Linked DNA regions of Mus musculus: regions 1 and 3 are each linked to region 2. Evidence: chromatin contacts called from public promoter capture Hi-C data. All regions are on one chromosome and are shown on one strand. The core of a region is the stretch at or near the end of the contact, and the rest is flanking DNA. Distances in the headings are between cores, read along the strand shown. Region 1 overlaps Snx30 (sorting nexin family member 30). Region 2 holds the start of Ptbp3 (polypyrimidine tract binding protein 3). Region 3 has its middle 12 kb from the start of Shoc1.

Evidence for each region. Promoter capture Hi-C pulls out the DNA fragments that hold promoters and counts their contacts.
Region 1: a contact with region 2 is called in a promoter capture Hi-C map of pre-B cells, with 2.0 times the contacts expected there. The contact joins the enhancer-like site here to the promoter of Ptbp3 in region 2. A contact is called at or near these places in 2 of 39 promoter capture datasets (the C10 cell line and pre-B cells) and 1 of 9 other capture datasets (adipose tissue).
Region 3: a promoter capture Hi-C map of the HPC-7 cell line shows a contact between it and region 2, with 4 times the contacts expected there. The contact joins the enhancer-like site here to the promoter of Ptbp3 in region 2. A contact is called at or near these places in 13 of 39 promoter capture datasets (the C10 cell line, the HPC-7 cell line, cranial neural crest and 7 more), 2 of 115 datasets of contacts at active chromatin or transcription factors (the SCID.adh cell line and memory CD8 T cells) and 1 of 9 other capture datasets (liver).

What each region holds. Positions count from the first base shown.
Region 1 is chr4:59,817,870-59,820,569 of GRCm38.p6, reverse strand. The region is part of intron 1 of Snx30 (sorting nexin family member 30); the gene reads right to left. Among named protein-coding and RNA genes, the nearest start is that of Snx30, 14 kb to the right of the region's middle. Within about 2 kb of position 1,304, at least 109 of the 459 cell types and tissues checked have an H3K27ac peak or open chromatin away from gene starts, as enhancers often do. A contact at or near this core is called in pre-B cells, where this site is marked.
Region 2 is chr4:59,547,989-59,550,688 of GRCm38.p6, reverse strand. Ptbp3 (polypyrimidine tract binding protein 3) reads left to right here and starts at 1,325. Exons shown (of 14, transcript NM_178164.3): 1 at 1,325-1,541.
Region 3 is chr4:59,149,862-59,152,561 of GRCm38.p6, reverse strand. No RefSeq gene overlaps it. Among named protein-coding and RNA genes, the nearest start is that of Shoc1, 12 kb to the right of the region's middle. Within about 2 kb of position 1,386, at least 21 of the 459 cell types and tissues checked have an H3K27ac peak or open chromatin away from gene starts, as enhancers often do. A contact at or near this core is called in the HPC-7 cell line, where this site is marked.

The DNA.
Region 1 (2,700 bases), core at 55-2,554, 270 kb before region 2:
CGGCTCTGCGGCTAAGAGCACATCCAGGTCTTTCAGAAGACCTGGGTTCAGCACTGTTGATGTCTCACAACCACGGTAACTCCAGCTCCAGGGCACTCAGTGCCCTCTTCTGGTCTTCATGGGCACATGCATGAACGTGCTCATACCCCAACACAGACACAATCATATACATTTAAATATAAGTAAATCTTTTTTAAAAATGTTGGGCATGATGGTGTAAGCCTTTAATTTCAGTACTCACGGGAATTTGAGGATAACCTGGTCTACATAGTGAGATCCTGTCTCAATACATACATACATACATAGACACACACATACATACACACACACACACACACACACACAGCTGAATTCTATAGCATGAGAATATATAGTTCCTTAAAAATCATGTGCCTTAGAAAGCCTATACTTTTATTTCTGACCTATATGTCTCATCAAATTCTGCCATCAGCATCCCACTAGTCACCCACGCTGCTGGCAGATGCCCTCACTGTGATCCTTTACAATCCATCCAACTTCTAGACCCAGCTATTAAACTCCTCCGCAGCCGCAGACGATTGACCCAAGTTAAGCCAATCAGTGTCCCTCTCACTCTCAGGGCCCACTTGCCGCACATGACCCAAGCCAGGCAGCGTTGGCAGGTCCCAATTCACTCTGGCTGTAAAACGTGTGGGGTGCAAAGGCTGCCACGTTCCCACGTCTGAGATGGTGAGACCCGTCGTCAGTGGCATTCAGAGGTTCCAGCTGTGACTGTCAAGAGGCTCACCCACCCCCTCCCCTTCTGCTTGACTTAACAGGAGCTGTACTCCTATTATTAGCAAATAAAAGGCACACTCAGAGTCCAGTGAGAGGAGCCCCGTGGAACTGCACCACACACACACACACTCACCCCCACCTCCACCACCAACCATCTGCTCCCAGCTCTAGGGGCTTGATCAACAGGACTTAAAAACCACAAACCAGCCCCGCTCCTCCTGTTCCTTAGCACTTGGCTGGCCTCCCAACAGCTTCCTCCAATGGTCTGCCGCATCACCCACTGGCCTCTCCATGGCACTTCACCAATTGACACTTAGTGCCTGCACATTTACATTTTGGGCTCTGGGGGTGGGGGTGGGGGGCTGAGTTTCTTATTTCTGTCCGTTAGGAAATCACCTACTTCATCCTGAGTCAAAAACTCGCTCCTTTGGCAGAGGCACATCCTCTTAGTTACTCCCTGTGCATAAACTTCACGGTAAGGATAGCAGGTGCTGCCAGTACCCGACAGCACACCCACGTGCTGACCACTTTGGCACCCTCTGGTCTAACTACCAACCCAGCACCTGCGTTTCTCAGCCTGGCTGTTTCCCCAGCTCAACCTGCTCTGTCTCCCCTCTAGGCAGTTTGAAAAATACTGTTAATTAATGCCTAAACTCACCACCCAAACAGCCTTCAGCCAGTGGCTAATGATAGCTTCACCCCTTCCCTTGTAGAGGCCGCCAGTATGAGACAAAGGTCCAGCTATGCTCAGAAAGACTGCTCAGTCACACACTCTCCCTGTAGAGTTGAGCAGTACCTGTTTCACTTCTGAAATGTTCTTGATTTTTAGACAGGTTTCACTTTATAGCCCCGGCTGGCCTGGAATTCACTATGTAGACCAGACTGAGACTAACTCAGTCTCCAAGTGTTTCTCTGCACGAACGAACATGCCTCAAGTGCAAACTGTGCACTTGAAGGCCAAAAGAGGGTGTCAGATTCCTGGAACTGAAATTACAGACAGTTGTGAGCCGCCGTGTGGGTGCTCGGAACCAACCCTGGGTCTTCTGCAAGAGCAGCAAACTCCTAACTGCTGAGCCATCTCTGTAGCCGGAGTCCAGGCATTCTAGGAGGAGGTGGTTGCCTTTGCTTTGCATGGAATGTGTCGGAAGAGGAGGGCTCTCTGAGTCACCAGCTAACTCCATCTTTTAATTCTTTAGAAATCTCCATACTATTTGCTTCGTTTCCTTTTTTTTTTTTAAGCTCCACACAATTGTATTACAATTTTAAAAGAAAAACCTCCCGAACAGACAAGCTGTGAGACTCAGCGGAGCTGTTGAGAGGAGGAGGAGAAAGGAGCAGAGAAAAAAAAAAAAGAAAAAAGCCACTCCATTTACTCAGCCTGGAGGTCTGACACACGGTGGGGAGGGTGCCCGAGGGAAACTAAGACGCCCAAGGTATCGCAAAAGCATACTTAGCTTCTGGCCAGCGTCTGAAAGGAGACAGAAAAGAGAAAATTGGGCTTTGTGACCCAGGCCTCATCGAGGAGGGCAGGCCCAGCAGAAACACATGGTGTCTCGTAGGTGTCACCACCTTCCTGTGTCCTGTGGTGGCTTTGCTGACCTCCACTGACTCCACAGACACCCACCACGTGGTCTGCCCTACTCTCCTGCCTTCCATCTGAGTTAGCAGTGACGGATGCTGCTTCTCAACCTCATGTCCCTCCCCTCCTTTCATTTGTGTCCCCCTTTGTGGTACCAGGGAGAAAACCTAGGGCCTACCATGAGCTGCTGGGCCCTGAGCTGCAGCTCCAACATCTCTACCCGCCTCTATTTATGTATTATTGCTTATCTGTGACAAGGTATCATGTAACCCAGGCTGGCCTCAAACTATATATCTGAGGCTGCCTTTAACTTCTAATCTGCCTGACTCTACCTCCAGAGTGCTTGGATTACAGGGGTATGTCAC
Region 2 (2,700 bases), core at 76-2,575:
TATTATTACTTTATTTTTCTGTGACCTAGGATGGCCTGAAACATACTATGTAGCTCAAGGTAGCCTTAAACTCAGGTAGGAATTATAGGCACAGTTATGTGCCTATATACCAAGTTGCTATTTTAAAATCCCATGTGGCAATGTAGGGTGGAAATGTTTCTAAACTTAATGTTTAGATTTAACATACAAAATGTTTTTTGACATCTTCTTGAAAAGGGGAACTGAAATTTCTTTAAAAATGACCTTCCTGAATTGCAAGCTGGTTATACTTTTTTTTTTTTTTTTTTTTAAAGAAGTGTCTACTTATTTTAAAGTAGGTAATCAGGAAAGAGATTGAAGTTGTTACTTCCTTTGAAATGGTGTGGGCAGACTTTGAAGACATGGCTTAAATGGCTCAAATTTCAATGATCTGTGAATTGAAAAAGCATTCCGTTCGTTCAGAAGTAGATGTGCTTTGAAAGAGGGGGAACGTGTGTTCTCACTAGTTATACACATTATATGTACTAAATAGCTGTTTTACGTTTTACGTGTAACTTGGTTTTGCTCATACTAGAGGAAAGGGTTTTGGTGCAAACAAAACATTTTCTGGCTGTGAAATTTCGGAGATCTCTCGCGTACCTGGGAAAACATTAATCCTTTCCAATCAGGCTCCCCCAGCCCCGCCCCGCGGAAGGATGAATAAATAAACTTATAAAATACTGGCATTGTAATGGCCATTAAATAGCTATGCAATGAAAGTTTCTTTTAGTATTTGATTGTTGGGTAGAAAAGCACTCAGATTAAAACCGTGTGAAAGTGAAGATGGACTTCAGTCCTGGGCAGTCTCATCTACTTCATTTCTTTCCCAACCACACCTATCCGTCCAGTGCAGGTCTCGGAGGTCAGGGTCTGGCGGACAGGCTACCGTCGCTGCTCTCAGGTCCGGAAAGACCACTGTCCACCCCTGCCCCGTGGACGTCGCGCGGGTCCCCTGCCGTGCTGCCAGCAGTGTCGCCCGCCAGTAGTAACTCTGCTCTGCTTCAAAAGTTCCCTGGGGTCCCCAGGCTTTTCTAGCCAGCACCGTTCAGGGCCCTAAGCCTGAGTCCCGGGAGCCGGAAGGCCCGCGGGCTTGTAGGAGGGCGAGTCGCGAAGCGGGAAGCACAAGGCGCGCGTTCCCGCGAACGCAGGCGCGACGCTGGGCGGGGGGCGCGCACGCGCGCGGAGGCATGGGCGGGGGTGGTGGTGTCGGGGCGGGGCAAAGAGGCGAAGGCGGGAAGAGGGCGCCCTGGAGTCCAGCCGAGCCCCGGGAGGGCGTCGACGCCGAGGGGGCGGGGCCAGGCGAGGCGGGAACGCGCTCGCGGGCCGGGAGGGCGGGGGCGCGGCGCTGGCGAGAGCGTGCCCGGTCCCCGCCCCTGTTTCCCACTCTTCCTTCCACCTCTGACCGGCCGGAGCTGCGGAGCGGCTCCGCTCGCTGGTTTCCCGGAGCCGCCGCCCGCTTTCTCCGCCCGCGGTGAGCCCGTCAATCCCCGCACAACGCGCTCCTCCATCTGGGCCATGGATGGGTAAGTGCCGGGTGGCCGTTCCGGGGCTGCGCTGGCCTCGTTTCCTCTCGGCGACGCGTCCCGCCGAGGCCGGGGAGCAGGGCGCGACGCCGGCTAGCGGAGGAGCGGCCCGGGGCTAAGCCCGACGGCAGGGACCTTGGGAGCGCGGGGGTCTGTCCGCCGCGGTCTCCGCTTCCTGCGCGCGGCGCCCCCGTCACGTCCGCCCCTCGCAGCCTCGGGGCGCCTTCGGGAAGCAGAGACGAGCCAGGGCCGGGGTGCCGGGCCGGACTCCCCACACTTCCTCTCAGAAAATGGTGCGCGGCGCTGGCGGGGGCGGAGGCTGAGGCGGCCGCGGCGCTCGGGGAGTTGCTGTTTACCGGTGGGGTGGGGCGCGCGGCGGAGCTTTCCCCCGGCGGCGGGCCCGGGCGAGCGGCGACAGCCGTCTGGGCGGCGACCGGGTCTCGAACTGCGGGCCCGTGCGGGTCTCGGAACCGGCGGGGTCTCCCGATTTGGGCTGTGAGATACGTTAACCACTTCTAAATACCGAGCGTCTGCACTTTATCACCAGGGACGCTTCCTCTTCGTTCCCCACCCCCAAGAAACTTCGTGAATTCGCCTCGGGCGATGTCAGATATTGTGTAAGTGTAGATTTCCGGGCGCTTTCAACTGCTCGGTTTAAATGGGGTCTGTGACTAAAAGGGGGAAAAAAAAAAGAAAAAAGAAAAAAAAAAAAAGATTTACAGTCACCTTTTCCGAGCTCGTAATTTCTCTGGGAACTCTGGAACATGGGGCAGGACCTGATGTATTTTAATAAAAAGCGTGAATTGAGGGTCATATAGTCAAGATTAAAAAAAACCACCAACAACTCCAAGTCAATTAGAAATTCCACCTTTTATTTATTTAAACCTTTGCCGTTTGAGTTGTTCCTTAACCCCCTCCCCCGCCGACTTTTGTTGACAAGGATTCTATAAACTGCGGAATGGTGGAGCATATAACTTGTTTGAAAAGTAAAATACATTTAGTAACTTGCCGCGTAGTTGATCATACGTGTTTAAGTGAGGACACTAGAATTTTACAATTTTTGCCCTCGTTAGGTTTCGTTTATCTTAATTTCACAATATTGTGATATATGGTTTATCTCATTTGAATGCAGATTGCACACTGCTGCAGATATCAAAGT
Region 3 (2,700 bases), core at 137-2,636, 400 kb after region 2:
TACTCTGGGTGAAGTGCTATTTTGGTTGTTGTCACCTCTATTCATTCACGGTAAGTTCATGGTTTGGAATTTAAGTGGGAACTTATTACACTATCTGGCCCTCCTCACTCTTCCTTCCCTATTTGCTGTTTTATTTATTCACTATGCACCCTCAGGCCCTTCTTCAGAACTCCATCTCACAGAAGTAGGGTGCAGATGACATTAAAGACAGGGAAACTTGCTGGGCAGTGGTGGGGCACACCTTTAATCCCAGTACTCTTAAGGCAGAAACAGGCAGATTTCTTGTGAGTTCAAGGCCAGCCTGGTCTATAGAGCAAGTGCCAGGGTATCCAGAGCTACACAGAGAAACCATGTCTCAAAAAGACCAAAACCAAAACCAAACCAAACCACGAATAGGGAAGGTCTAGTTACAGCCAGCATATGGTGTGCTGGCTCATTTCCTGGTTGGAAGGCTATAACCTGGGCCTGGACCCACTGCACTTTATGCCTACAGCTCATTAGAACTTTTGATCCCAAGCAGCAGTTAGGAGCACACTTCCATCATTCTTCACAGAGCTCAAGGGTGTGTGTTTGTCTATCTCACACATAACATTTACAACCTCTCTCAAAACCAAACTTCCAGCTCCAGTGCTTGTCACTGGTCTGTGTTCCCATTCCTTTATTAGATTTTATGTATCTGGTGTTTGAGTGTTATTATATCTTTTGGTGTTCTCCATTTGTACTATATATAAATGATATTTAATATTTATAAATATTTAAACGGTTGATGAGGATTGTGAGACTAAAAGAGGAAATCAAGCTCAAGAGAAGCAGATTGTCCCTTTTAGAACAACGAAGGGCAGCAATCTTTCCTTGGGAGAGGAAACAGCATGGCAAGGGTGTGCCTGTTTTGGGGGGGTGTTAAATGGCAGAAAATGGAACTTTGGGGGTGTAAAACACCATATGCAGATCTTCTCCCAATACCTCAGGTAAACACCATGGAGGTTCTGACATGTTGACTTTCCTGTCAGAAGGTTGCCAGCTTCTAACTGCCTACTGTGTCAACTTCTCTGTTTGGAGTTTCTCAGCTTGCCTGAGGCTTTTAGGTCATTAACCTTTCCATGAATAGAGGTGTAGGGACAGCAATGGTCTGTCATGGTGAAATTGTCCCATCTGCCATCCTCATTTGAAGTCTGTCTCACAGGTGGGTTGTGACTTTCCTAAGTATTTCTTAATATAGATTCCAGGACTTCTAACAGTTTGGAAAACCATTTGCCTTTTCCTCAAAATCTCCAAGTTTTCAGACTTTATATTGAAAGACATATTCTGGAAGATATCCTAGAGGCATTTAGGATCAGAAAGAGTTAATATTTTAGGCCTTGCGGGAGGGGGTTACCAAGCTTTATGTCTGGTTCAAAAGTCATCAGTATATACAGCAGAACGGGACACTGAAGGGAAACATACTTCCCTACAGGAAGTGGTCAAGATTTTGCATAAAATCTGCAGGAGAAGATAAGTTCATTTTCGGTAGAATAAGAAACATCTGAATATCGCTCGTTTGTTTCTAGTGTAGATTTAATTAGCTGTTCCTGAATTTTGCATTCCCTTGAGCCATGGTCAAATGATTGAGGCCATTATGGAGCTCAGGTTCAGAATATCTGTCCCAGACAGAACCAATGTGCTTCGCTTGGGGCAGGACTGCTGAGATACCTTTCCTGTAGGACAATGGGGTGTAAAAACTATTTCTACTTTTGTCTCCCTTGTTTTTAAACGAGGCATGGGCTAATTGCCTGCTCAGCACTTAAAGGACAGAGACAAGGGAGCTAGGCAGTCTTACATCATGAGAGGGAAGTTTCTAGGTTGATCTCAGTTGTTTTATTATCACCTGACTTCAAACTTATAAACTGATCTTTAAAGCCTAACTTTGACTCCTACACGAAATAATGTGGCAGTCAGAGTTACCTGGCATTATGAAGAGGGCATTCCCTAGACCAGGTGACCGACAAAGCTTCCAATGGGAAGGGCTTGGGTGATAGGAGTTTTACATATTTTGAAGCTATCATATGGACTAACATCATTTTCATCTTTATGAGGTGGCTTAGACAGAACCAGATGAACTGCTCATAGACTAGTAACTTCCACAATATATGGAATGGCGCTGGGCATGGTGATGCACATCGCTAAGCACAGCATTTGGGAGGCTGAGGCAGGTGGATTCCCTAAGTCTGAGGCCACCTTGATCTACATAATGAGCTTCACAACAGCTAAGGCTACATACAGAGAACCTGCCTCAATAAAAACAAGAACAAAACAAAGCAAAACAAGCCCCAACTATTCTGAATGCTTTCATGGAGAAATCTATATTTTATAATTTTTTTAACCAACTATCTCCCCAGCCTTATTTTTGTCTACTTTTTGGTGGACACAGAACTTTTAAAAACTAGATTCTTAAAAATTACCATAAAATTAAGCAAAAACTTCCCTTTAAACCATACATAAGTATATCATTGCTATATAATTCATAACAGTAATCATATTTATATGATCATCCCAAACTGAAATTCCCATATATTACCTATTAAACAATATCTCTCGATTTTTTCCAATACCTTCCCCTACAGCTCCTGGTAACCACTGTGAATTTTCTGCCTTTATAAATTTGATTATTTTAAATATGTCATACTACTAGAATCATATAGTATGAATCCTTTTGCATTTAGT